2 separate regions of the Sus scrofa genome follow, and region 2 is linked to region 1. A link is a contact called in public HiChIP or PLAC-seq data. All regions are on one chromosome and are shown on one strand. The core of a region is the stretch at or near the end of the contact, and the rest is flanking DNA. Distances in the headings are between cores, read along the strand shown.

Region 1 (3,238 bases), core at 237-2,736:
AAATTCGATAACTTTTCCATCTAAACTAAGTACTTACCACTCACTGTAGCCATAAATTTTGGAGTCTGAGGTGTGATGGCAAAGCTGGTACACCTTGTTTTTTCCTTCTTCACAATTTCATGGATATGTTCTTACCAAAGATTTTTTTTTCTTTCCTTATTAAGTCAAGAATTTTCACCTTTGCACTTAAAGGAAGGACTTTATAACTTCTCCTCGGCATATGTGAATTGCCAGCATTAGTGCTCTTCTGCTTTGGGACTGTTATTAGTAAAAGAGGGAGACTTGATCGCAGGCTCTATGACATCACAGCAGTCGTTCTGAAAACCTACAGGGTTACTAAGTGAGGAAAGATTGATATGATGAACAAAGGGATGATTCACATTCCAGGTGGAATGTTGTGAGATTTTATCACACTGCTCAGAAGTTGCATTCTTCAAAATGTAGCAATAGATTATTTTTGGAATTTTGCATTTAGTATTGTCAGACTACAACTGATTTCAGGTCACTGAAAGCATGGAAAGCAAACCCATGTGTAAGAGGGGACTACTGTATCACACTCTGATTGTTGTCAATTTGATAAATAGTCTATAATTGTATTAATTTTCTAGTGAGAAAAATATCATAAAAGTTATTTTAAAACATCTTCAGAGATTCAAAAGAGGAGGAACAAATATCTGTTTGGAAATGAGAGGCAGGAGAAAGCTTGGAAGAGGTAGCCCTATGCAGTATCAGGAATGAGAGGCAGAACTATGGCAGTGGAGCTGGAGGGAGGCAGCAGTGGAAAACATTCAAGGCATTAGCAGTGTAGAGGGTGTAGTATGAGTAAGGCACAGAGAGTGGAAAATTGTCTTACAGGTAACCTAGTTTGTCTAAAGGGAAAGGAGCACATCCCAAGGAAAATATACCTAGTAGGCAGCAATGAATCATTAAATCAGGAATTCCCAGTCCTGGATGCCCATTACACTCAGTGATCTTGGGGAAAAAAAAAATCTGTGCCTGCGTACCACCTCAGACCAATTAAATTAGAATCTCCAGTAGGAGCTTCCTTAAACTATCCGGGAATTATGTATGTATGTGTGTGTGTGTGTGTAGCCAAGGTTGAGAATTGCTGCATTAAGGTCATATGAGCAGGGGAGCGATAAGCTCAAAAGTGGGCTTTTGGAAGATTTACTGTCTTAGATCACATGCTGTTTACCTCTAAGTGTATTGAACAGTTTGAAAGTTGGGGAAAAAAATCTTAACTATTCAGTTCAAAGTTGAATTTAAGTAAATGTTCACTATCTCTTTAAAAGAAAAAACAACAAATGTTCTGTATCTCAAAATAATTACTTTCTACTTTTAGGGGATAAGATCATTTGCCAAGCAGGTGTAATTCACAATGAAATTATACACACCAGAGATTTGGGGCAGAGAGGAAGTCTGTCCCCAAATCCCTCTAGAATGAGACTGCACTCAGAACTAAGTGAAGCATCGCTTTGACACTAGGTGGAGCCATGGATTGTGATTACATGAAAGGTCTCACATCAAAGAAATAGGTAAAGTCCAGAGAAGGGGAGAGACTTAGAAACCATCTACTCTAATCCCTTATTTTATTATTTTAAATTTATTTTTTGTGTGTGCAAAATTGATTACTTTTCACATAAGTTATATATTCACACGGTTTATGTATACAAAGGAAAAGACCACACATGCAGTTTCCTTGGTGGAGATTCTCTGCCCTCCAGATCCATCCACTGTCCACCTGCCTGGGCTGCCAGAGGCTCACCTCTAAGGCTGCACTGACAATGTGCTCTGCCCTCGTGCTTCTGGTAGGGTTTGCCCAGGGGGCAGCACTGGTAAGAAACTAAAGGACAGGAAGATTGCAGTCCAGGTCTTTATTTAAACCTGAGCTCCTTCCCTGCTGGGCTGTGGATTCCTCTATGTAAGGCTGTGGCTTCTGTTCCATGGCTTTTACACCTACAGCTCTCTCTCTCTGGTTCAGGTAACCACTTACCCCCTTTGTCTCTTAAGGCCCAGGCGTGGTGATGACTCCCCTCGGTAGCTAGTCCAAGGCTGGGCTCATCACCATCCTTTGCTGGCTGCCTTATCCCTGTCCATGACTTTTTAAATCATTCAAGTCCCTTCTATTATCCTTTTCAGTGTGCCGTATACTCCTGCTGGTATCCTAACTAGTACAGCCTTGCTCCTCATGTCTTTGTTCCCCATTCATCCAGTTCTCTCAAAGCAACTGATTCTATAGGTTGTATGCACATACAGGCATAAAGGACTATATAAATATATATCCCTATCACACTTATTTTAAAATGTAGCATACTATATACCTAGTTCTCTAACAATATATCCTAGAAATCATTCTATAACAGCATATTGAGATCACTTTACTCCTTTTGATGGTTGCATTATATTCCATTTTATGGGTTACAATCATTTTTTTAGTCAGTCTCCCATAAATAGAACTTAGGTTGTTTCCAGCTGTTTGCTGTTAGAAATGATGCTATAAGGAAAAACCTCTTACATGAGTCATTTCTCCTTATTCTAACTATGAGGAAAATGAAACCAAAAGATATTGTTGAAGGTTAGTTCTTGGTAGAGCCCATGTCATCAGGGTCATCAGCTTGTAGGATGAAACTGAGTGACTGGCACAATGGGATCTGAATTTTGCTAGGGTCTCCCCACAAAATCTACTGCACATTTCAACTCTTATTAAATTTCCACCCTTATATACCTTTCTTTCTTCCTTTCTTTCTTTCTTTTTTAAGATTTGATGTCATTTATTTGTTACACTTAGAATATCTCATTTTTGACTGGACTCAAACATAGAGGTAGAAGCTCTCAGAGAGGAGAGCCTCTGGCTCTTGGCAATCTGTTCCTGACATTTTTCTTTGGCCTCCTTCATTCTCTTGGCCAAAAGTTTAGCGTATTCTGCAGCCTCTTCCTTGTTTTTCTTAGCATATTTTTTCATCAGAGCAATACGCCGACGTTTGTGTTGCAGAACATGTGGAGTAATAAGATCCTGAATCTTGGATGCTTTGGTCCTAGGTTTCTTACCTTCTTTGTTTAGGGACTTTCTCACTACATACTGACAGACATTATCTTCCTTAGAGAGACTGAAAAGTTTGTGGATTCTGCTAACTCTTTTAGGCCCCAGGTGACAAGGTATAGTAATATCGGTGAGTCCAGGAATATCCTTCTCCCCTTTTAATTTTATTTAATTTTACTTATTTATTTTTGTCCTGTT
Region 2 (3,221 bases), core at 444-2,943, 160 kb after region 1:
GGTGAATTTCTCAGAAGTGCAGGAAGCTGAGTCACTGGCTGGGAACATGGTTATGTGAGTGGCATGGCTGTAGGTAGAGGGTTATCAGGGTTCAGTCTAAGTGATATGGAGAACTCATGATTGAGAAGTAGGAAAAATATAAGTAGCTACTGGAAGTGGAAAAAATATTTGGAAAGACAAATATCTAGAGAAGATTTTAGAAGTTTCCTATTAAATATGCCATGCAGATCATTTGTAGGGACTCTTTAAGAAAGTATTATTCTTCAGTGTTTTAGAAGTCAGTTTATGTTTTCTTAGAATGCTATTACATGCTTGGACTGAACCATGTGAAGCCTTAGTTTTATTCAAATTACACTCTGAAATATAAGTGCCCACTGTTCAAAAAAGCTCTCATTGATTTGGCTGCCTCCTTAAATTACTGTCATCCCTTTCAATGGTAAACCTCAACAAACCATATCCTCACTTTTTTCAACTATCAGTTAAGAAAACAAAATTCAGTAATTATAATATAGATTTAAAATAATAGTAATAGTAAAACATAGCATTTTTTATATTTCAGACACCATGTCTTGGTGATTTGCCTATTTTAGCTCATATAAATTTTATAACAATCTTATGAGGAAGATATTACTATTGCCCCTATTTTAGAGATGTGGATACTGAGACACAAAACTTTAGTAATTTGTTTAAGCTTACATAGCTAGGAAGCAGTACAGCTAAGATTCAAACCCAGGTACCCTGGCTTCAATGTCTATGCCTTTAACTACCATCTAAGTGTGTAGTGAAATTTGTATTTTATTCAATGCTGGTGTCATCATGTATTTGTTCAACCTTATAAAATTAAACATAGAACTGCCATTTAACATAGAATTCTACTTCTACATATATACCTAACCAAGAGAATTGAAAACATATGTCAAAAAACTTGTACACAAGTGTTCATAGCAGCATTATTCATAATAGCAAAAAAATAGGAACAATATAAATGTTCATCAATTTTAAATGGATAAACAAAAATTGTATATCCACACAGTGAAATATTATTCAGTCATTAAAAAGAATGAAGTACTGATACATGTTACAACTTGGATGAGCCCTGAAAACCTTATGCTAAATGAAAGAAGTCAAATACAAAAGGCCATATGTTGTATGATTCCATTTATATAAAAGGTCTAGAATAGGCAATCTATTGAAACAGAAAGCAGATTGGGAGCTTCCAGGGGCTAAGGGGCTAGGAGGACCATGGGAATTACCTGCTAATGGTTAATGGGTTTCTTTTGGGAGGTAAAGAAAATGCATGGAATTAGATAGGGGTAATGATTGAAAAATTTTTTGAATATACTAAAAGCCATTAAACTGTAAACTTTTTTTCTTGTTATGGCTGCACCCACCCTCATATGGAAGTTCCCTGGCTAGGGGGTCAAATCAGAGCTGTAGCTGCAGGCCTACCACAGCCAAGGCAGTGCTGGATCCTTAACCCACTATGCGAGGCCAGGAATCAAACCTGCATCAGGTCCTTAACCCAATAAGCCAAAATGGGAACTCCCTAAAACTGTACACTTTTAAATGGTGAATTTTATGATATGTGAATTATATCTCAACCTAAAATTAGCTAGGTAGGGAGAGAATGAGTTCACTGCTGTCATTCTATTATAGTGCCACATGGTGTCACTGTTGAGGAATGCACAAAGTCCAAAGAAGGCTGTACAAAGCTCAGTGATATTCTGCGGATTAGGCTGTACCCAGCCTTCAGGTGTGCCCCATGACTGAAGTCTAAGGTTAAAATTCAGATTGTTCCAGAGTATGGGCAACACCATTCCAGAAGAGTTTAATATTGAAGAGCTTCTAGCCTTACTCCCACCTTGTGCAATTACGTGCTCTTCACAGATTAAAGTTCTTGGCTAAACCTGGTTCCCACTTTAATGGAGAAATTCACACTTCTTTCAAAAGCATCTGTTAAAAGGAAATACCTCTAAGCATATTTTGAACTTTCAAAAATTTTGTTTTTTAAAAAAAATTATTTTATGGCTATACAGGGAAATATTTAGCAATTTTACTGTCCTGGGGTAGATTTTCAATGAGTTGAGGATCTTACACTAATTCTTTCAGTATATATTCTATATAGTCTAGTATTTCCAATTAAAATATTAAAAAGCAATACATTTATGAAGATAGTCATCATGATGTTATTGACAGTAGCAAAAATCAGAAATCTCCAACAATGGAAATTGTATACATACTTGCTGAAAATCTTATATATGTTTAAAATTATACATATAAATATCTTTTAACACATGAAATCCTTATTCTATAATGAAAAATGATTTTAAAGTACCTACTTGTATGTGTGTATGAAACATATACACATACATTCACAAATTCATATGATTATAAGTAATACACAAATTAAAGTTATATGTCATTTGATATTGAAATAATTTCCCCTTAATATTCTTACTGTATACTTTATAAAATCTGTTCAGTATCTATACCAAGATTTCTTTCAATTCCCAGAGTGTATATTCTCATGGGTCACTTTTTCTCACTGATATTTTAAAATACATACATGTGTATTTATAATGGGTGTGTATACTTTAAAGTGTATCCATTGAGTTTCCATCAGGAATTGGAATTCTACTCAGTTGGTCTCACTATTTAAAGGAGTAAGGTGATGGTTAAGAGAACCATCCAGTTGCAGCATTCCAGCCACCAAGTTGCAGTTAAGAACCATCAGGCTACAGCAACAGCAGGAAGCCCATGTCATCTCTAAGCTGAAGAGCAATGGAGGAGAGCATTTCCAGAGCTTTGTGATCTGGAGCCACAGAGGAAGAGCCACTGGTCAAGAGCTGCAGTTGTGGAGGAACACAGCCACGACCAGATCCTCAGCCTCAGAGAAATAATGGATAAAACACCCTACCTCTCTTTCCTCCTGCCTCCAGTCCCCTGTGGATGCCTCCACAGCCCAAACCCAAGTGGAAACCAGCTAAGAAGAGCCCAGGTAGTGTCTTTCAAAGAGGTCAGCTTCTGGAGTATAGCATAGGACAGTTAAAGGAGAACTGCTATGAGGGGAGACCAAAAGAAGACCCAGATTGTCTACCTGTTTTGCTACCCAGGATTTACCCTTGCTCTTTGCTCAGATGGAGAGAATCTCATCCCCTAAAGATTCTGAGACTCCCAGAATCCCACCAACTACTTTATTGCTATGAGGTGATGTCAGTACT

What was found. HiChIP or PLAC-seq counts read pairs in DNA pulled down with a chosen protein or histone mark.
Region 2: a contact with region 1 is called in an H3K27ac HiChIP or PLAC-seq map of alveolar macrophages, with 2.7 times the contacts expected there. The contact joins two enhancer-like sites. A contact is called at or near these places in 10 of 47 Hi-C or Micro-C datasets (alveolar macrophages, embryonic fibroblasts, fetal skeletal muscle and 5 more) and 2 of 2 datasets of contacts at active chromatin or transcription factors (alveolar macrophages and skeletal muscle).

What each region holds. Positions count from the first base shown.
Region 1 is chr1:216,523,540-216,526,777 of Sscrofa11.1, forward strand. It overlaps the pseudogene LOC100152856. Among named protein-coding and RNA genes, the nearest start is that of RIC1, 30 kb to the left of the region's middle. Within about 2 kb of position 1,487, at least 3 of the 83 cell types and tissues checked have an H3K27ac peak or open chromatin away from gene starts, as enhancers often do. A contact at or near this core is called in alveolar macrophages, where this site is marked.
Region 2 is chr1:216,686,533-216,689,753 of Sscrofa11.1, forward strand. It overlaps a transcript of CD274 not described here. Among named protein-coding and RNA genes, the nearest start is that of PLGRKT, 3.9 kb to the right of the region's middle. Within about 2 kb of position 1,694, at least 3 of the 83 cell types and tissues checked have an H3K27ac peak or open chromatin away from gene starts, as enhancers often do. A contact at or near this core is called in alveolar macrophages, where this site is marked.